7 separate regions of the Mus musculus genome follow, and regions 1, 2, 3, 4, 5 and 7 are each linked to region 6. The links are chromatin contacts, called in public HiChIP or PLAC-seq and promoter capture Hi-C maps. All regions are on one chromosome and are shown on one strand. The core of a region is the stretch at or near the end of the contact, and the rest is flanking DNA. Distances in the headings are between cores, read along the strand shown. Region 1 holds the start of Rbak (RB-associated KRAB zinc finger). Region 2 holds the start of Zfp316 (zinc finger protein 316). Region 3 holds the start of Fbxl18 (F-box and leucine-rich repeat protein 18). Region 4 holds the start of Daglb (diacylglycerol lipase, beta). Region 5 holds the start of Rnf216 (ring finger protein 216). Region 6 holds the start of Trrap (transformation/transcription domain-associated protein). Region 7 holds the start of Cdk8 (cyclin-dependent kinase 8).

The links. Promoter capture Hi-C pulls out the DNA fragments that hold promoters and counts their contacts. HiChIP or PLAC-seq counts read pairs in DNA pulled down with a chosen protein or histone mark.
Region 1: an HNF4G HiChIP or PLAC-seq map of pancreatic cancer cells shows a contact between it and region 6. The contact joins the promoter of Rbak here to the promoter of Trrap in region 6. A contact is called at or near these places in 3 of 39 promoter capture datasets (hippocampal neurons and liver) and 1 of 115 datasets of contacts at active chromatin or transcription factors (pancreatic cancer cells).
Region 2: a promoter capture Hi-C map of liver shows a contact between it and region 6, with 3 times the contacts expected there. The contact joins the promoter of Zfp316 here to the promoter of Trrap in region 6. A contact is called at or near these places in 2 of 39 promoter capture datasets (liver and pre-B cells).
Region 3: a promoter capture Hi-C map of liver shows a contact between it and region 6, with 2.7 times the contacts expected there. The contact joins the promoter of Fbxl18 here to the promoter of Trrap in region 6. A contact is called at or near these places in 2 of 39 promoter capture datasets (hippocampal neurons and liver).
Region 4: a promoter capture Hi-C map of pre-B cells shows a contact between it and region 6, with 6 times the contacts expected there. The contact joins the promoter of Daglb here to the promoter of Trrap in region 6. A contact is called at or near these places in 3 of 39 promoter capture datasets (hippocampal neurons, liver and pre-B cells) and 1 of 115 datasets of contacts at active chromatin or transcription factors (microglia).
Region 5: a promoter capture Hi-C map of pre-B cells shows a contact between it and region 6, with 2.3 times the contacts expected there. The contact joins the promoter of Rnf216 here to the promoter of Trrap in region 6. A contact is called at or near these places in 3 of 39 promoter capture datasets (hippocampal neurons, liver and pre-B cells).
Region 7: a contact with region 6 is called in a promoter capture Hi-C map of pre-B cells. The contact joins the promoter of Cdk8 here to the promoter of Trrap in region 6.

The regions. Positions count from the first base shown.
Region 1 is chr5:143,179,482-143,182,332 of GRCm38.p6, forward strand. It overlaps Rbak (RB-associated KRAB zinc finger), which reads right to left and starts at 1,294. Exons shown (of 5, transcript NM_001045482.2): 1 at 1,068-1,294; 2 at 5-61. The coding sequence starts at 19. It overlaps Spdye4b (speedy/RINGO cell cycle regulator family, member E4B), which reads left to right and starts at 1,536. Exons shown (of 8, transcript NM_001384193.1): 1 at 1,536-2,157. The coding sequence starts at 2,140.
Region 2 is chr5:143,268,577-143,271,609 of GRCm38.p6, forward strand. It overlaps Zfp316 (zinc finger protein 316), which reads right to left and starts at 1,446. Exons shown (of 7, transcript NM_017467.3): 1 at 1,275-1,446.
Region 3 is chr5:142,893,604-142,896,595 of GRCm38.p6, forward strand. It overlaps Fbxl18 (F-box and leucine-rich repeat protein 18), which reads right to left and starts at 1,635. Exons shown (of 5, transcript NM_001033312.3): 1 at 1,507-1,635. It overlaps Gm38733 (a long non-coding RNA gene), which reads left to right and starts at 1,701. Exons shown (of 2, transcript XR_003955825.1): 1 at 1,701-1,864.
Region 4 is chr5:143,463,160-143,465,859 of GRCm38.p6, forward strand. It overlaps Daglb (diacylglycerol lipase, beta), which reads left to right and starts at 1,334. Exons shown (of 15, transcript NM_144915.3): 1 at 1,334-1,617. The coding sequence starts at 1,523.
Region 5 is chr5:143,111,598-143,114,297 of GRCm38.p6, forward strand. It overlaps Rnf216 (ring finger protein 216), which reads right to left and starts at 1,423. Exons shown (of 17, transcript NM_080561.4): 1 at 1,302-1,423.
Region 6 is chr5:144,767,303-144,770,175 of GRCm38.p6, forward strand. It overlaps Trrap (transformation/transcription domain-associated protein), which reads left to right and starts at 1,492. Exons shown (of 71, transcript NM_001081362.2): 1 at 1,492-1,545.
Region 7 is chr5:146,229,472-146,232,510 of GRCm38.p6, forward strand. It overlaps Cdk8 (cyclin-dependent kinase 8), which reads left to right and starts at 1,779. Exons shown (of 13, transcript NM_153599.4): 1 at 1,779-2,349. The coding sequence starts at 2,222.

The DNA.
Region 1 (2,851 bases), core at 44-2,543, 1.6 Mb before region 6:
TTACCTTTGATCTGCTCATGTTCTGCTCCTCTTGGGGGAACTGTAGACACTGCTGACTGACCTGCTGGAGGAAAAGCTCGCTGAAATCGGAGATTAACTGGTCTACACAGGGACATGTCTCTCGCCTGGGAACCACCAAGTGAAATCGCAGCTTATACACACTGCAGAGGTGATAGGAAGGAAATCACAAACCTAACTCCAACAGGTGGAATGGGGGGTGGGAGGCGAGGGGGGGCGGGTACAGTTCTATGATGAACACTACGCTGCCTTCTTTTTATCCACGGGCATTTGGTGTAAAGGTGGGGGAAACAAGGGTACTTATTTTATTTCCTATTCAAACTGTTGCAAAATATGTCACAGTGAATGAGGATTCTGGGCACTATATATATATATATCTGGGATCCATGTTCCATGAGGTGACATACATGCAATCCCAACTCTCTGGAGGCGGAGACGGGAGGATCACCCACTACCAGAACAATATGTGCCACAAGGAATCCACGCCTCAAAAAAACTAAAACACAAAAAGGAAAAATGGTCCAGATGGATAGACGTCCGACAAACAGGGATAAAGCGTGGTTTGTTTTCAAACTATCCAACTAAACTTGGTTACTGCTGCATATCTTAAAAAGGGACTAAGGGAAGAAACTAGAAAACAATGGCACTCATTTCAACACAACCTTGATTAAGTCTCACACCTGTCGCAGACTCAGTCTTCCTTCACGAGCAGAAAGAAGTAAAAGCAGATTTTGAGCACTAGACCATTACGATGCCTCAAGGGCAGACTCGGGGGGGGGGGGGACCACAGACAGAGCAAGAGAGCTGATGGACGCTGAGTGACACCGTGGGAATCTGGAGCCCTTGAGTTCTTCAGTGCCTGCACTCTGTCCTCGGGACTGACCGTGCAGCCCAAAGCGATGCAGCTGTCCCGCTGTCAGCCCGACCACCTCGACCCTCCCAGGCGCCGCAAGCTGGGGACAGCGGGGTGCCCGGGTGAACTGACTGGGCACCATCTGTGCCCAGCATCCCTCCCGCAGCCCCGATCGCTCTGCGCCCTCGGGCCTCACCGAGCAGGCGTCTCCGCTGCCCCTGTCAGCCTCCGCGCCGAGCTCTCGCTAGGCCTCCCTAGCCCGCACAGCCGAGTCTGTTCGCTGCCGCCCCGGAAGCTCCGGCCTCGGCCCTGCAGGCTCGGCAACTCCAGCTTAGCGAACGCAAAGGCTGCGGGAGGGAAGGTAGCCTCGACACACCAGACCTGCAGGAAGTCACCACGGCGCAGTGGCCCAGCGCAAGCGCGGGCACGCGCACAGGCCGCGACGCGCATGTGCAGCATCTTCCCGGAAGTCCGAGTTCCAAGGCTCTCCTTTCTCCCCAAGAATTGCACAGAAACTCTGTGTCCCAGACGCCTTCGCGCGCCACTGCATCTAGGGATCCTCGCGCAAGAACTTACCTCCTCCCAGCAGTTTGGGGGAGGTGCTCTGAGAGCAATGGCTGCCTCCAGCCATGCTCTTACCTTCTTGTTTGTCCTCACTCCCTTTGAGCCTGGAGAAACGGCCTGCTGCGTGAAGTCCCAAGTCTTGTCCCTGGCTCAGGACTCCTAAAATAAGAGGAAGATTGTGTTAGAAGGAAAGAAAACTGAGTGTCATTCTCGATTAACCAAACTTCCTTGAAGTACTAGGTACAAGAAATAACCAGCTGTGCTTTACAAAGAAGGAGGCACAAACACTAATGGTGGGTTTCTAGAACATACGTCTAATGCCCAGAAACTCTAAAAAACAGAACCAGAAAGAGAACACAGAAAGAAGAAAACACCTACCTGCAATGTGATCTCTGAAAGGTGATATTTAGGGCCGGGCGACAATGACAGTTTTCAACGATGGTTACATTATGATGAACGGCTCCTCGATTTCTTATTGAATTAATGCAACGACGTTCTTGGCCTAGTTCTTCATAAAGACGTTGGCGTCAAAATTAATAACAAAGCCTGTCAATAGAAAAAGTTCTCTGCGCCGATGCAGAGAGTAACGTTTTCATCCCAGAAGCACCAAGCGCCTTGGAGCGCCAACCCTAGGTAATAAACTGCTGAGCAACCAGCAGGAGACAGAAGCATCACGAATCCCTCTCAGATGCTGCAGGGCACACATGGTCTCAGGAGAAAGGGTGAGCCCTCCTCCTCGGAAGGCCTGCACTGCCATGGGGCACCTTCTCCCAGGTTCTCACCTCACCTGGTCACTGAGGTGCCCACCTGAGCTGGCTCCTATCTCTTAAACCAAAAGCTTCCCTTCCCCGTGGCAAGCAGGGGTTACGTCTCTGAATGAGGGGCCTGGGCTAAACTCCCCAGGTGACAGGGAGATAGGAACACTCTTTTCTCCAGGTTTACATTGCACAGATGGGACTCAGGCCTTTCAGAAAAGGAATTCCTTGCTTGCAGTGAGGACATTCAAGCTCATATAATTTTTGTATTGAGAGAAGATTTCGGTTTGTACACACATACGGAACAAGGGTTGCCAGTCAACAGACTGAGATCCTTCTGCTCTGCACAGATAGGAGAAGCTCAACCTGTGTGGGCCATCCTAGGTCTACTGGCTGGACCAGCAGGCCTACAGGCTTTCAGCTCCAAGTCCTGACCTAGGGCTCTATTGCCTCAGGCTTTAGAAACTAGACACTTAACGTCCTAGCCTTTCACCCACCAGTGACCCTGGCACCCGGCAGTTGTTGTAATATGTGGCCTCCAGCAGAAGCAGCAGGCAGCAAGTGTCCCTGCTAGTGATAATGATCCTAGATGGACATCAGGTATAGTGAGTGACCTCTCAACTACTACAGACAGGACTGGAACAGCTCTTGAGTCCAAGGT
Region 2 (3,033 bases), core at 196-2,695, 1.5 Mb before region 6:
TGCCAATCAGTCCCTAGAACGCCTTTCTGCTCCATTCTCCTTAACCTCTCATCCTGGATTCGAATGCAGTGTCAAGTTCACGGCTTCATCAGGCAAAAATCACTGTGTCACTTCAACACATCTTTCCACTCAAGTCCTGAGCCTAGGGCACAGCGCTGCAGACACTCAGAACGGGGTGCTGCACTGTCCATAGAAAGGAGTGTGCAGAGACACAATCGTAAAGGTTAAAAGTTAGGAACTCCAGAAAAGTCCCAAATCCAGGGGATCCACGTAAAGGATGTTTGCGTGGGGTCACGCTCGCGCATGCGCACTTGTGGCTAGTTACCTTCATTCCCGTTCACTAGCCCCACTGACTTAAGACCCTTTTTTGTCCAGAATGTCTTTCCCTGTTCACTACACTCCTCACCATCTGCCCAGTTTCCGGAGCCCCTATTCTCCAGGGTTGCTCCCTGGAGGTCATCCACGACCCCCCAGAGCAGGCTCCTCAACCAGGCCAGCTAGCCCCCTGGCCCAGCCAGTAGCGACAGAACCAAAACAAAATGCCAATGCCACCCACCCAGGCTGAGCAGGTGGGCTGATCCTCGCTGATACCTGCACCTCCTCCCTCCCTTCTTGTGTCCACATAATGCACCCTAGATTCTGCCAACGCGTTCCACCACCCATCTCGGGGGCAACAGATTTAGCAGAGAGAGAGAGCAGTCCAGCCAGCCTCCATTTACAGATGAAGCAGGCTAGGCCACGGCCCCTCAATGTCACAAAGCTGGCTGTAGGGCTCCAGGACAAGGTCTTTCCCTTTTCTTCCTCTCTCTGGGGGATGGGGGGAGGGTACCTAGCTTCCACTTCGCGCTAGGGCGGGAGTAATGACAGCCCTCCTTGGAAGGTGTCTCTCTAGGGGGCGGGGGCGGCTCCGGCCCAGCTCCCGCCCCTAAGCTGGAGAAGGCGGCGCTAGCACCCTGCAAAGGTGCAGTGCACGACGTCCCCGGCCCGCCCCCTCCCACGCTGGAGTCTGTACCCCTCTAGGGTGTTAAGCCATCCCTGACGTGCCGCGCAGGCCCAGGTCGGTATTGGGGGGATCTAGGGGCCTGGAAGATCTAGCTCGTGCAGCTGCAACTCCGACCCCACCAAGGACGGGCCCTGCAGTCCCGCGATCTCCCCACGGACACCGGAGGCCTCCAGCTCTCGAGCATCCATGACGGCCAGCCTTGCCGCCGCCACCGCCCCCAGCGCGCGCGTCCCGCCCGCGCGCACCTGCCGCATCCGCGCGCCCCACTCACCGCGCGCGCGCCCGGGCCCGGCCAAGCCGGAGCGAGACACGGACTCGTGGGGGGTGGGGGGCTGTGACCACCGGGGACTCCCCCCCGCACTACACAAAGTGACGGCCGCGAGCTGCGCGACGGCGGAGGAGGCGGCGGCGCGTGGGCACCGGAAGTGCCGCCCGCCGGCCCCGCCTTGTCCGCGCCCACGAGGGGGGCACTTCCGGTCATGGGGCGTCCCGGAGCTCTGGATGTAGACAGGGTGCTGCTGCGTCGCACCCCCATATGCATGGAGGATGGTTATAGCTACCCACAATGAGCACCCCCTGCTTATTACCTGCTCCTCTATGTTTCAAGGGACCCCTGCCCACGACGTCCAGCCCCAGCGAGCATCTCTTCTCGCCAGACGACAGCCTAAGTCTACCTTTGCCCGTGCCAGGACGTGTCGGGAGCCCGTCCTCCTGTCCACCGGACCCTCCCTGGATCTCCTGATGGTGGAGAAGGGTAGTGACCCCCAATGGGTATTCAGGCAGCGCTTGTCTGACCCTGACATGGGCAAGGGTGTGGCTGGGAGATTGATCCATTCTGGCTTTACTTGTGTGTGCAGGGTGTGGCAGACAGAGGGGCAGCCTATTCAAGGCGTGAGGGGGGTACTGTGGACTATAACAGTCAAATGCATGAAAGACTGGAGATTGAGGCCAGACTGGATTTATGTTCTTCAACTCCCTAATCTGTCATCCCCAGGCCTGGCAAGAATATTGGGAAATAGCCTTGCATGGCTTTAGACAGGTCGAACCTTGACAGTCCATTGATATATTCACGACTACTCAGGGCAGTGCTCTGTAGCTCCAAAGAGCCATCCATATTATGAAGTCCCTGGACCCCAAGCCTGCTGGCCACCTATGCCTGGAGTAAATGCCCTAGGTACCTATAGAGACCAACCCTGGACATGACCCTGGGGAGACCAGAGTTCTAGCCTCTGCCCTCTCTCCCCTCTTCCTTGGCCTCCCCTCCCTTATATTGAAAAGTCTTTGTGACACTCTTGTGCTTTTCTTGGTAGACCATGTAGACTGGATGCTTTAGGAGTCATAGCCTTTCTCATCTTAGGCGAGCCCTAACCCCTAACTGTGGGTTCTCTAGGGACCAGAAACACTCTTCTTTCCTGCCTACACACATTTAGGCACACATAGAAGGAAGCTGCTTGTCTCTCGGTTTTACTAGGATGTGTGTTCACATGTGTGCACATGAGCTATCTCCGTGATGACATTCTTACGCACCCTGGGTTTTCACACAGATGGGTTACCTACCAAATCACCTGCCTCTCTGCAGGATCCCTGGCAGGCTAGAAACCCAGGGAAGGGAAGGGGAGCCAACCTTTCCCTCTGGGAAACCCGAAGGAGGTGATGAATGTGTGTACCTGCCATGTTCCATGCATGTGCGTGTTCCTGCCATGTTCCATGCATACATGCATTCCTGCCATGTTCCACGCATGCACGTGTTCCTGCCCTGTTCCATGCATGCATGTGTTCCTGCCATGTTCCATGCATGCATGTGTTCCTGCCATGTTCCATGAATGCACGTGTTCCTGCCATGTTCCATGCATGCACGTGTTCCTGCCATGTTCCATGCATGCACGTGTTCCTGCCGTGTTCCATGCTGTGCTCCCTTCCCATGTTCTTGGGCCCTGTTGTCAAGTGAGCAGCTGGGAAAATGGAGAAACAGATTTTCAAATGGAGTCCATATGTCTCAAGTATCATGCAGCCAGACACAGTGGTGCAAG
Region 3 (2,992 bases), core at 385-2,884, 1.9 Mb before region 6:
ACTCCTCTCTCATTAGTCTAGAGCTGGACCACACACTCTCTTTCCTGTCAATCAAAGAGACACTTCTGAGTCCAGTTTTCTTCAAAGAAAGAGAAGCTTCCAACAGACCCCAGACATAGTCCTCATACCCTGGAAAACACTTGTAAGTCTCACTGGATAAATGCAAGGAAACTCCTAGGACTTAAAAGTGTGCCCAGAGATCAGCAAGACGGCTAAGTGAGCAAGAGAGCTTGCCTTGCAAACCCGATGACCCAAGTTCAAACCCTGGGACCCACATAAAATGCTGGATGCAGTGACCCACATCTGCCATCCCAACACTGCTAGCGCAAAGTGAGAGGAGGAGATAGGGGCATCTGTCAAAAGCTCACAAGCCAGCTACTCTGGAGTATACACCATCAAGAGAGATCCTGTCTCAACTGGGGGGAAAGGCAGAAGCGATAATTTAGTACTACTCTTTCGGAGGACCTGAGTTCGATTCCCAGTACCCACACTGGGGAGGCGAATAACCACCTGTGTAACTCCAACACCGGGTGCACATGATCCTCTGGTCTCCTCAGACACCTGTACTCATGTACACATACCCACACACAGTTATACATACACACATACACACACACACACACACTAATATAAACCAGATAAAAGGCAACAACCAACTCTTCAAAGTGGTCCTCTGACTTCCACATGTACGCCACGACACGCACCCATGACATGCACATGCCAGTACTCACGCATACACACACGCTAATATGATAAATAGGTGTACCCCCAGATGCGAGTACCTAGGAAAGAACAAATATAACTCAAGATAGGGAGGAAGGCAACAGGGAAGCTACCAGGTGCTCCCCTAACCCCCGCCACGGCCCCATACTGTCGTCTGCAGAAAAAAATACTGCACACCCGTAACAAGACGCAGTGGGATTCTCCAGCTGACCTAGATCATAAAGCTCTGGGGTCAGTCCGACGCCCTATCACACTCCCGCGCATCACAAGTAGACTCCAGAAAGAAGTGGGCTGCACTTAAGCTGATAGAAAAAAAGAAGAAGCCAGGGCTGGGAATGGGGTCGAAGCCCTGAGTTCCACCCTTAGCTGCACATTAACCACCGCGTGATGATGCACACCTGTAACCCCAGATTTACAAAGGCTACAATAGAAAGATTGCTGTACGTTCAAAACCAGCCTGGGCTGCACACTGAACTCCAGGCTAGACTGGGCTACAGTGTAAAACAAACAAGAAAACACAAGCAGAAGGGACAACGTCCCATAGCTGCGAGGGCAGAGCCAACACACAAGGAGACGGGGGAAAGGCCTGGAAACTCAGCAGGCCACGTGAAAGGGTCCATTCTGGCCATCGAGATTGTGCGCCTGGGAACAGATGGGGTCAGGAGAGGAGAGGGCCTGGTAGGAGGGTAGGAGACGGCAAGGATGGGCCTTGGAATAAAGCCAGGGTCGGGAGGGAAGCCCAGAGGGGACTCCAGCCGCCGGGGCTGGAGGTGCAGGTCGTACCTCTCCGGAGCTAGCCGCCGGAGCTGCAGCCTCACAGTCCCCCAGCCTGCCAGCGTAGGGATGCTCGAAGCCGGCGCGGCCACAGCTCCACAGAGACCCCGGTAAGGGGCGTGGCTGCGGCGCACGCCTAGACGTACTTCCGCTTGCGCCCGGATGGACCCGGTGCGGTCGCCATGTTGGGTGTGGCATAAAGTACTCTCAGGATTCAGAGGCGTCCAGAAGGTCACGAGTGACCAGTCTCTTAAGCTACCTCCGCAGTTTCTTGCTGTCGCTCCAACAACATGCGTTCTGCTCCAGGCCTTTGCATTTGCCATTCGCGCTACACACTGCGCTCCAAGTCATCTGTCACAGCGCTCAGGTATCCTAGATAACCATAGCAACCTTCATGTGCACACGCTCCTGAATTTGCCCCTCATCTTGCGTTACAACTCTCAATAGCTCTTTGCACCGCCTGACTTGCTAAGCCTTTTTGCTTGTTTTGAGTCTCACTCTGTAGTCCTGGCTGTCCTGGAATTAGCTATAAAGACCAAGCTGGCCTTGAAGTCACAAAATCCGCCTACCTCTGCCTCCCATCTATGCCTAGGCCACTGTTTATTTAATGTATGTGAGTGCACTGGAGCTGTCTTCAGACAAAGTTTCTGGGAATTGAACTCAGGACCTCTGGAAGAGCAGTCAGTGCTCTTAACCGCTGAGCCATCTCTCCAGCCCCATCTTGTTTTGTTGTTGTTGTTGTTGGTTTTTGGTTTTGTTTTGTTTTTTTGTTTGTTTGTTTGTTTGTTTTGGGTTTATCGAGACAGGGTTTCTCTGTATAGCCCTGGCTGTCCTGGAGCTCACTTTGTAGACCAGGCTGGCCTCGAACTCAGAAATCCGCCTGCCTCTGCCTCCCGAGTGCTGGGATTAAAGGCGTGCGCCACCACGCCCGGCTGTTTTGTTTTTTAACACTACTGAGGATTGAACCTAAGGCTTCCTTTCATGCGTGCTAAGTAAGCACCCTGCCTGTACCCCCATAACTAAGCAGAGAGTCTGCCTGGTACTGTTCTTTGCATGTCAACACTGAACAAATAAATATTTGCTGAATAAATGAATAATAAATGTTTCCACGGCGTTTCCAGTTAAAAATGGTTTCCTAGAGCTCGTGAAATGACTCGTCAGGGAAAGGAGCTTGACTCTGACTGACCACCTGAAGTGAGTTTGATTCCAAGGACCCACACGCTGGAAGGAGAAGACTGCCTTCTAGAAGCTGCCCTCTGGTGTCTGTGTCTGCACTGGTCATGCACATGTGCTCTCGCTCGAGTGTACACAGAGAAAGAGTCAGGAAGGAAGTCCAGATGGTTTAAAATTAAGATAATAGTTTAATGGGAGCTGGGGATGTAGTTCATTTGAGTATTTGTCTAGCAGATACATAACCCGGGGTTCCGTCCCTGGCACTATATAAACCAAACCAAACGGAAACAATCTTAGGACTCAGAAAGTGGAGGCAGGAAGA
Region 4 (2,700 bases), core at 84-2,583, 1.3 Mb before region 6:
TCCAGCAATTGACTGTAGCCAATTTTATTTAATCAGTAGTTTTAAATCAAGGAACAAGGTTTGCACAACAAAAATTTGTAAGTAGAAGACCTAGACCTGTGGGTGTAGAATTTAGCATGACAACACCAAATCTCAACAACCCTCAATTTCTAACCCTTTTGTCTCCACCTCCCAACACCTGTCCCACCACTTCTGGTTTACACAGTAGCTAGGATTGGAAACCAAGGCTTTGTGCATGCCAGGCACAGTACTCTGCCAACTTAGTTACATCCCCATCCTCAGGATGGACATTTTCACAAATCCCGCATCTTCTCAGCTAATTATAAGTCCAGATCTTAAAACTAAACCCCTTGCCTGACACCATCTCTGTTGATCAGCTTGTCTGGCAGCAGGCAGACTTGGGCCAGGGAGTGATTAAGCACCATAAAGAAACCAGAGTTAGGAAAAGGGCTAAGGAGACGGCTCAGGAGTTAAAGCACTTGCTATACTAGTGTGAGGACTAAAGTTCAGATTCCCAGAAACTCAGGAAAGTGCAGGATGGGTGTGGTAGCACACCTGTTATTACAGCCTGGTACGGGGGAAATCAGAAGATCTCCGCAGCAAGCTGGCTCGCAGGACCAGCCGGCTCACCGAGCTTTGTGTTTGATTGAGAGAACCTGCCTCAGCAAGGTGGAAGAGCTGGGTACAGTTCTTGATAACATCCTCAGACCCCCACATGCATGAGCACATGTATACAGGCACCTACATACGTGCGCCCCACCACACATGCAAAAACACGCGCACACACACATGCACACCACCGACACTAAAAATCTGGGGAGCTAAAATGTGTGTGGGAGTACAGCAGGTAGATGATGAGGGAACACAGACACTAATTAGAGGCTTTTGATGTAAGACTCCGCTAGAAAAGTCTCTGGAAAGGATTAACATGCACTTTACGCCGAAGCACAGACTTGCAAGTCTTAGACATAATTTAGACCAGGTCTGATGGTTCTCCTCGGTCACCAGGGGGACCGTGGGGAAGAATGGGAACTAGCATTAGTGAGACCAGGCAGGGGAAGGGATGAAGATGGATAAAGCACGGTGTGTGTGGAGAGAGAGAGAAGAGGAATGGAGGTGCTAAAAGGCGTACAGTAAAGTCATCCCAAGCTAGAAAGATTCAGAGACCCAGACCTACGTCCTAGCTTCACTATTCATAGGCGCGGCTCTCTAGGGAGAGCATTCTCTCCAGATCTTTTTAAATCCTCAGTCTATTAAACAGAAATGACCACACCGGAATGGACTTCATACGCCACCGACCGGCACTTAACAGCCAGCAGCTGACTTCCGGGTCAGGGGACCTGGGAAGGAGGCAAAGACAGCAAAGTGCGCGTCTCTTGTGGGCGCGCTCCGGACTCGGGCCGGAGGCGCATGCGCGGGTCTTTACGTAGGCTTGCGCCTTGGCGCTGCTGGGGACCCCCTCCAGACACGCGCGGAGTCAGAAGGGTGCGCGCGGCTTAGGCGGCGCGGTGGGAGGTGCGCCATGCCGGGGATGGTGCTGTTCGGCCGGCGCTGGTCTCTAGCCAGCGACGACTTGGTGTTCCCCGGGTCTTTTGAGCTGTTCCTGCGTGTGCTGTGGTAAGTGAGGCCGCCGTGAGGGTGGGAGGCGCGCTGGTTAAGGCGACAAAAGTCGTGCCTTCTTGGTGCTTAAGGGGCAACCGCGCCCCCGGAGCACAATCTGTCTGCACCTAGGATATAGAGGCAGTCGCTCTGTGTATTTGACAGGGTCCGGGACCTTCAGCTCTGCAGGGTAGGAGCCGAGCCCTAGGGTGCAGCGCCGAGCCCTAGCCTCGAGAGCGTGAGGGAAATGTGAGCATCTAAAAACCATAGCCCCCAGGTCTCTCCTTCCTGAAGCCCGCGGCTCCGGAACTTTGGATCACACCTGTCCTTTTTCTTGCTGGGAGGGTATCAAAGTCCCTGTCAATGCAAAACAATAATCTGGGAAATAGCAATTTCGGAGCAATTCATAGAAACCAGGATAATAGGCCGGTTTTGCAAAATGCAGCTAGGCTCAGTGGGAAACGGCACCGGTGGGTGAAGTCAGCCCCTGGCACGCCTGCCGACGAGGAATAACGTTCTTAGAAAAAAAGCATTCTCAAGAGGTAAAGGAATAGGAGCAGCAAAGCCCTTTCTAGACAGGCCGGGTTTTTCTCAGATCGTTTTTAGTCTGAAACTCCTGACACGGAGCTCTGGTGTTTGGACAGAAAAAGTTATCTAGGGGCTGAAGGTGTAACAGTTCCTTTTGGTAGAGTACTCACCTAACATGAAGGAGGCCCTTGTGTGCACGGGATCCCCAGCACCACACAGAACTGATAGTGGCGGCTCTCACCTGTAAATCCCAGGACTAGGGGGTGGTGTAAGAGCATCTGCGGAGAGCATCTGCGGTTCACAGTCATCCTTGGATATACAGTGAGTCATAGGGGAGTTGCACAAGACCCTCCCTCAAAAAAAAAAAAAAAAAAGAGGTGCGGGGGGAGGGGTGGTACGGGGACAGAAAAGTTATCTAGACCAATCTTACCTTTATTTTTTCCCCTCTAGTGCTTGAGCCCGGGCTTCACGTATGCTAGGCTTTGAGTTAAATCCTCCCCACCTCAGATGACACCTCTTAGGGCTTTGGAATGTCAATCTTTAATTGGACCATCTTGGGCAGCAGGGGAGCTC
Region 5 (2,700 bases), core at 173-2,672, 1.7 Mb before region 6:
AATCCATTAGTCTCACCCAAACCAAACCAAACAAACAAAAATCCAGCAAGGAAGCTGGGCGGTGGTGGTGGTGGCGGCGGCGGCGGCGGCGCATGCCTTTAATCCCAGCACTTGGGAGGCAGAGGCAGGCGGATTTCTGAGTTCTGAGGTCTACAAAGTGAGTTTCAGGACAGGCAGAACTGCACAGAAAAACCCTGTCGCGAAAAACAAAAAACAAAACAACAACAACAAAAAAATCCAGCAAGGAGTTGAGAGTGGAGCTCAAAGGTAGAGCGGCTGTTGAGTAGGAGAAAAATGACACATGCCTTTAATCAGGAAGCAGAGGCAAGCAGACCTCTGAGCTACATGCCCGCAAGGGCTACAGTTAGACTCAACAATAACAATAACAATAACAATAACAATAACAATAACAACATAATGGCAAGATGTGGTGGGGTGGCCTACACCAGGGCAGAGGCATGCAAATTCCTGAGTCCCTTGGGCCCAGCCTCTACTTTTCAGGTTTCAGGCTAGCCTCGGCTATGCAGAAAAATTAAAAAAAAAAAAAAAATGAAGAAAAGAAAAGAAACGAATCCAAGACAAACCCCAGCGGAGATGGCGTCCAAGACACTTAGCACAATGGAGAAGAGGATACCAAGTCATTGCACCCTTTGGAGATGCAAGGAGTTCGGGATCACCGAGGAGCCCCACGAGGGGCCGCCTCGTCCCCTCGAGCGTGGGTCTTGCCGCTCACCCCAGGGTGCCACGCGCACGGGAGCGCTCTCCGCTACCACGCACCGGGACTCCCGACTGCAGGAGTTTCAAGTCCCCTTCACTCGGGAGCTCAGACTGGGATGACAGGCGTCAACTTGGACTCCAAGGGGCCCCAAACTGGCCCGGGCTGGAGTTCGAAGTCGCCAGTCGGTCGCCTCTTCCGCTTCTCCAGGCCGCGGTGGGGAGCGCGGCCACCAGAGCGAGCCGCCAGAGAACCGTCTCTCAGCAGCTCGGCGCCCCCCGCGCAGCAGGCCGGCCCGAGAAACTTCCTCAAGTGACGGGAGGGGAGCCGGCAGGCCAGCGGTCGTCGGCGTCGCTCCCCTCCCGTCACCCCCCGCGCGGGTCCCCGGGCCCCCGGGGCTCGCGAGCGCGTCCCCCTCGGGCCCCGCCCCCACCCCGGTGGCGCCCCGGCGGGAGGCCACTCTCCTCGCTCGACCCGCAGCCCCGGGAGACCGCGCGCGCGAGCGCCCATCACGGACTCGCCCCAACACAGCCAGCCCAGCTCCGCGAGCGCGGCTCGACGCCCGGGAGTTCAGTCTCAAGTTCACCTGAAGAAGCAGCCGCTGGAAAAGCTCCCCCGCTGCGACCGCCGCCGCTGCGACCGCCGCCGCCGCCACCGAGGCCGCTACTGCGTTCCTTCCGGCCTCGCCACCGCGTCCACCTCGCGCCTGCGCGCAGCGCCCCCTCCCGACTAATAACAGGAAGAACCATAGAGGGACGCGGACAGTCGGGGAGGAGGGACCTGGAGAGCGAGACCATAGAGATGGGTGCCTAGCCGGCCTCCATCCAGGCTCCACGACTGCAGAACCTTGACTCCTCCTTGCTGTGGGAAGACAAAAGAACAGCTGAACCACAGGGTCACTGTAGCCGCCCCGATTTAGCTATGAAATCAACCGATTAATCACGTATCTATCCCCTCTTGAGGTGATGCTCTGTACCAGGTGAGAAAGGTAAAATGACCCAACTCTCCTCCCAAGGTATTTGGTGAAGAGTAAAAGTTCCAGCTCTGTTCAATCAAGGTTGGAGTGCTGGCCAGCGCTCAAGAGCACCGACCCAAATTTGATTCATGGAACCCTCATTGCAGCTCACAGTGGTCTGTAATTTCAGTTCTAGAAGATCCCTGACGATCTCTTCCAGCCTCTGTGGGCACCAAGCATGCAAGTTGTACACCGATATACATGCAGGCAAAACATGCATATGCATAAAATCAAAATAAAAAATAGAAATTGAATTTTTTTCAGCCAGGCAGTGATGGTCCACACCTTTGATCCCAGCACTTGGGAGGCAGAGGAAGCCCTGAGTTCGAGGCCAGCCTGATCTACAGAGTGAGTTCAGTATAGCCAGGGCTACACAGAGAAATCCTGTCTCAAAAAAAATTTTTTTTTAAATAAATAAAAAAACCTCAAGTTGTGTGTGTGGTTGTATGTGTGTATATGTATGTGTATGATGTATCTGTGTGCTCTGTCTGGGCTTCTATAGGTTGTGTATGTATAAGTGTGTGTGCTTGTGTGTGTGTGTATATGTTGTGTATGCTTGTGTGTATGAGTGTGTGTATGTGTGCTTATATGCGTATGTGTATATGGTGTGTATATGTAATGTGTGCCTGTGCTTGTGTTTATGTTATATATATATATATATATATATATATATATATATATATATATATATATGAATATGAGTGTGTGGTGTGCTTGTGTGTGTGTATATTATGTGTGCTTGTATATATGTGTATCTGTGCTCATGTGTGTATGTGTGCTCTGTGTGTCTGTGCTTATGTATGTTATGTGTGCTTGTGTGGATGTGCGTGTGTAGATATGCTTGTGTGTGTATGTGTGTATATGGTGTGTTTGTGCTCTGTGTGTGTGCTTGTGTGTATGTGTATATGTTATGTGTGTGCTCTGTGTGTCTGTGCTTATGTGTGTGTATGTTGTATACAAATGAGTGTAT
Region 6 (2,873 bases), core at 242-2,741:
TTTTGTCTTGAAGGGAGGGCATCAGCTACAAGCGGGACAAATGTAGTTGTCTCAGGGTGACCTAGCAGCATAACACCCGAGTTTGCCTTTAAGCCAACTGGATGTCAGTCTATCTGCCCCTATCCCAGGCTGGTCTCGAACTCAGAAATCCGCCTGCCTCCCCCCCCCCGGCCCCCCCCCCCCCCCCCCCCCCCAGTGCTGTGATTAAAGTCTTGCAGGAACTACTTCACTCTCAGGCGGCTGATCAGCAATAGAGCGCTGGCCTAGTGGATGTGAAGCCCTAAGTTCAACACCCAGCATTGCTGGAAGAGGAAAAATAAAATCTCAGGGAAGGAAGTCCAGCCCTGAAGGCCACACATACACACACACACACACACACACACACACACACACACAGCTGGCCTAGTGGATGTGAAGCCCTAAGTTCAACACCCAGCATTGCTGGAAGAGGAAAAATAAAATCTCAGGGAAGGAAGTCCAGCCCTGAAGGCCACACATACACACACACACACACACACACACACACACACACACACACACACACACACACAGTGAACCAACTGGAGAGGTATTTCGGGTGTCAATCACCCTTCAGTCTGGTTCCTGCGAGGAAAAGGGACACGGGGTTGGGTGTGGAGGCGATGACGAATCTTGAAGCTGCAGCAGCCCAGAGCCCCACCGGCCTAGGTGCTCAGCAGATAGGTCACCCAGGCGATGATTTAAAAGGACAGCACGCCCACCCAAGGCGGCAGACCGCCCCTCCCTGCCCCGCTGCCCGCCCAGGCCGCACCCACTTGGGGGCGGTGCGCCCGAGCTTAGTTCTGGTGGGCGGACGCCGCGGCTTTAAGCCGGGGCGGGACTGAGCGAGGAGCAGCAGCGGCGTCGGCGGCGAGAGTTCTTGGGGACTCGGGCCCGGATGCTGGGGGCTAGTCGGCAGGTCCCGGTAAGCGCAAGGGAGGGCGGGTGAACGGTCCCGGGAGATGCACGCGCGTGCGTGTCTCAGGCGTGGGAGAGAGTCGGTGCAGCACGACGGCTCCACGGAGAAGTGGAGAAGGCTGTCCCTGCTTGACCGAGGTCCTTCCGGCCCCCCAGGAGCCCTCCTAAACTAGATCAGCCACACTGCAGCATTTAGTCCTCCGCGGCGCCGGGCTGCGCTGGAGCGGATGGAGGGACGCGCAGCGCTAGCGGCCGCGGAGGTTGGCCCTCGGCGCTTGCCGTAGCTCAGCGGCCTGCTGGGGGGCAGTCGCTGAGAGTCCCGGGAAGGATCGGCGACAAAAGGAGGGAACCCGAAGGCCGTTTGCGACGCGAAGGGATTGAGTGAGGAGTCGAGGGGGCTGCGGCACCCCACCAAAGCCATCCTGGCATCTGCGGGCCTCCACGCAGGCTCCTGGCTCTCTGGGCCAGACGCTGAGAGTGAAGGTAGCGGCGGCTACGGCGCCCCCTGGCGGCCCGGAGGCGCGTTGTCCAGCCAGCCGGGCGTCGTGGGCGGGGCGGACCCGATGGAGGACGGCGGGCTGTGGGGCCGTTTGCCTTTTCCTTACCTGGGTGGGGACTCCGTGGGCTCGAGGGCATCCAGGCCTGAATCCATATCCTCTCGAAAAGCTCAGAACCTCCTTCCAGAATCCACAGGCGGATAGGGTAGCCCCCTGCTTTCAGGTTCTTGGCCCAGGGAGAAGCTAGGCCTGGTCCCTGGGAGGATCGGGTGGGAGCTCGGAAGTGGCACTTTTACTGAGTGGCTTATAAAAAGGAGATTAAGTGTCGCAAAAGTTTGCGCAGATGATTGGGCTATAGCTCAGAGGGTAGAGTGTCCCCCTAGCACACCAAACCCTGGGTTCGATTCCCCAGAACCTCCTAGCCCTGGGGTGATGGTACACAGGCCTGTCAGGGGTCGGGGCTGGAAGCTCAACAATCAAGGCCAACCGTACATCTACATCAGCCTGCTCCTCCTACCCGAGCTACACAACACCGCCTCCACAGCAGAAAAGCTAGATAAAAAGTTTGGCCAGGATTAGGGCTTCTGTTTTGTTCTTAAGAATGCCTTGACCCTGAGTCTAGTTAATAGTCGGTGAGTATGAGGGACCTCCAGTGTTTGAAGGAGGAACTCTGATAGGAAAAGCAAGAGTTTGCCAAGTCACGGTAGCAAGGCTGATAGTATCCTTAGCTTTTCTCTTCTCTCCCTAGGAACAGGGTCTCTGGTATTATGTAGGCCTGGCTGGTCTAGAACTCACAGAGATCCACAGAGTCCTGGGGTTAAAGGCGTGCACTGGCACACTCAGCTTTTTATTTTTTAAGCATTTGCTTGTTTGTGTATGTGTGTTCGGCATGCATGTGGAGCTAAGAGGTCAGCCTGTGGGACTCAGTTCTCCCCCTCCACCCTGTGGTCACATATCAAGATAGGTCTCCAGGTTTGGCTCCAAGCGCTTTACCTTATGAGCCAGGAGTCAACGTTCCTGTTTTCCAAGTCACTGTGGTGCTTTTAAAGTATGCTTTGGGGCCGGTGAGTTGGTTCAGTGGGTAAAGGTTGCTTGCTGCCAAGCCCGATGACCCGAGTTCAATCCCTGAGACCCACACGGTGGATGGAAGGAACAGACGTCCCACAAGTGGTCCCCTGACTTCCTCATGTGCTGTGTGGCACACACCTTCTTCCACCCCAGTTAAGAAAATGTAATGATAAAAAGCATGCTTTGTGTTTTGTGCCTCGACTGTAGATAAGATCCACAGTCTTTGAGGTAATGCTTAGGAGAATAGTTTATTATTTATACAATACTGGGGGATAAAACCCAGGACAAGGCTCTACCATGATGTAGTGTGTATATTTTCCCAAGGTCTCAGGTAACCCTGACTAGCCTAAAATTCACTATGTACAACAGGCT
Region 7 (3,039 bases), core at 529-3,028, 1.5 Mb after region 6:
TTTTTGAGACAGGGTTTCTCTGTGTAGCCCTGGCTGTCCTGGAACTCACTCTGTAGACCAGGCTGGCCTTGAACTCAGAAATCTGCCTGCCTCTGCCTCCCAAGTGCTGGGATTAAAGGCATGCGCCGCCACCACCACCTGGCTAAATTTATTTTTTAAAATAGAAATTTTCTTGTTATATTTTTATAACACATGAGCCTGTCTTTAAAAAAAATTATTTATTTACTTTGTGTGCGTGTGTGCGCGCGCGCCTCTGAGTGTATGTACACGCCACTCCACATGTATAGTGCTCACAACTCCCAGAAGTGTGTCAGCTCCCCTGGAACTAGAGCTACAGAGGATTCTGAGCCATCACCATGCGGGTGCTAGGAATCAAATCTGGGTCATTAGAGGGCATGTAAGGCCTATAGCAGACACATTCTTGCTTTACTATCAACGACCTATTTGATATTTCTGCCAATTTATCTGCCTGTGTGTATAAGCGTATTTTGTTTGTTTGTTTGTGTTTTCCGTGACAGGGTTTCTCTGTGTAGCCCTGGCTGTCGTGGAACTCACTCTGTAGACCAGGCTCGCCTCAAACTCAGAATCCTGCCTGCCTCTGCCTCCCAAGTGCTGGGATTAAAGGTGCGCGCCACCACGCCCGGCTATAAGCATTCTTGTGTATGCACAGATGTGTGCAAGTATAAGCATGAGTGCATACGTCTGGAGTCTAGAGGTTGATGTCTATCATGGAACCTTGAGAGCATACCATTTCAGTAAGGCTAGCCGGTCATCCTGCTGCAGAGATCCTGCCTTTTTTATTATTTATTTTATTTATTTATTTATTTATTTATTTTTTGTCTCCCTTGCTTTAGTATTACAGGCACACTTAAACATGTGTGGATTAAAAGCTTTTTTTTTTTCCTCTTTAAACAGGTGTCTTGGCTTTTTTGGTGGCAGACTGTTACCTGTAAGTTGATATAAATCTTTCCCTCGCCAAGTTATATGTGGACATGGTGTTTTATCACAGCAACAGAAATCAAATTACAACACGTGGCAAGCGTTCTAGCACTCTAACCCATCTCCCCAGTCCCCTTCACTAAGTTCCCCCCCCCACCGCCCCCCCCCCCCCCGTGGTATAAAGATGTCAAAGAAAGAAGAGAAATCTTAAATACAACCACGTAGTTTATTGTAGTATTTAGAAACAGGTTGAGGCTACGAAAGGAAAAACCTGGAGTCTTTGGGGTGGGGGTGGGGAGCAGTAATTGCCCTTTTCTAAATCCTGGAGTTCAGAAGTGACTTCAATACAAAATAACCGCCCCCCACCCCCCATCCCCCACGACCTAACAGGTGTCTTTTGCTAAGTTTATATGGGCTAAGTAAATTGGATTGTAGAGATGCGGCTTTGGGAAAAATAATCTCCATGCAGCAGAAACTCGTTGCGTGACGGACTACCAATCCCATCATGCAACGTTCTGAATTCGCGGCGTCGTGGTAAAGACTGCTTCTGCAGCCACCCGTGCACTTGAGCCTTGGAGTTTCTGGCCGCACTGGCGACTGGGTTAGTCCACGTGGTAAGTCTGTCAGCAGCTCCGCTCCGCGGCTGAGCGAGGCCCTTTCGCCTGCCGGCGTCAGAAGAGACGGCTGCCAGCTCCGGAGTCGCTCACAGGTGGGGCGGAGGCAGCGCGAGGCTTCGCGACGTTTTTACGACAGCGGCTGCCGTGTTCCGCGCTCGTCCTCTCTCTCCCTCCTCCTCCTCCTCGCCCTCCTCCTCCTCCTCCTTCTCCTCCTCCTCTCTCGGAGGAGCTACCGGCTGTTGTGTGGCGTCGCTGGTCTGTCCGGGCGGATGGCAGCCTGAGTGTTCGTGAGCGCGTGTGGGAGAAGGTGAGGCGCGGACGCGCGTGGGCGAGGAGCAGAGTCAGCCGTGGCCGCCCCGCGTCGCACCCGCAGCAGCACGCGCGGCCAACCGCGCGCGAGCCGGCGCCCCGGGAGCGCGGGGACAAGGGCGGACGCTGCTCCCCGCCCCCAGCGCGTCCCTCGGCTGTCGCGCGCCCGCGGGGACCGCCCGGCGCTCCCCTGGATGTCCCCGGCGCCCGCGCGGGGCCTCCTGCCGTCGCCTCGTGAGGCGGGCTGGTGCTGCGGCCGGCGGGTGTAGCTCGGGGGCTGCGGCTGCTGCGCGGCCCGGTCCCCACCGCGGCCCTCGGCCCCCCGCCCCAGCACCCCGGCCTTGGAGGCTGTGACAATGGACTATGACTTTAAAGTGAAGCTGAGCAGCGAGCGGGAGCGGGTCGAGGACCTGTTTGAATACGAGGGCTGCAAAGTTGGTCGAGGCACTTACGGGCACGTCTACAAGGCGAAGAGGAAAGATGGGTGAGTGTGGGTGTCGCTGCGGGTGTCCTCGAGGCTGGGAGGCAGGTGCCCGGCTCGGATGTCGGGGTCCCCACTTCCTCCAAGACTGCCTCTGTCCTGGCCAGCCTGCTTTGGGGAGGAAGTGGTGTCCCAGGAATCCAGACTCACAAGAAACCCTTCGTGCAAGAGGGAGACGGACCTTCTGTCTCGTGGGCAGTGTGTACCTTTTTTGCTTTTTCTTTTTTTGTGTGAATTTCTGTACAGAATAGTTTTCTTTTTTTTTAAAGAAGATGGTTATAAGATGCCCGTTTAAATAAATCTGTTCTTCTTTGGTTGATTTATCCGGTAACCTTTTGGGGACTAACTCATCTGGCTCTGGAGTGATATCCATCAGTCTGGAAGAGAAGCTCTGATCTTTTCCCCTTATCAGTTGTGATCAGTTGGTGGCCAAATTTGGATTTGATGGGAGAAAGAAGACATCGAGTAAATGTGGGTCTGTAGAGTTCCATGAAGGATCATCTGTAATGTAAATGTAGCAGTTGCTATTCAGGTATCATTAGCTGTGAGTTTTTATATAGAACAATGGGGATTTGGTGCAGAGTGGATGGTGTGTGGGGAAAAAAAGCAAGTGACAGATAGGGGCTATGTTGTGCAAGCTCTTAAAGCAGAATCTATCAGCTGCCAGTGAACTTTAATCCTTTTGCTTTAAAT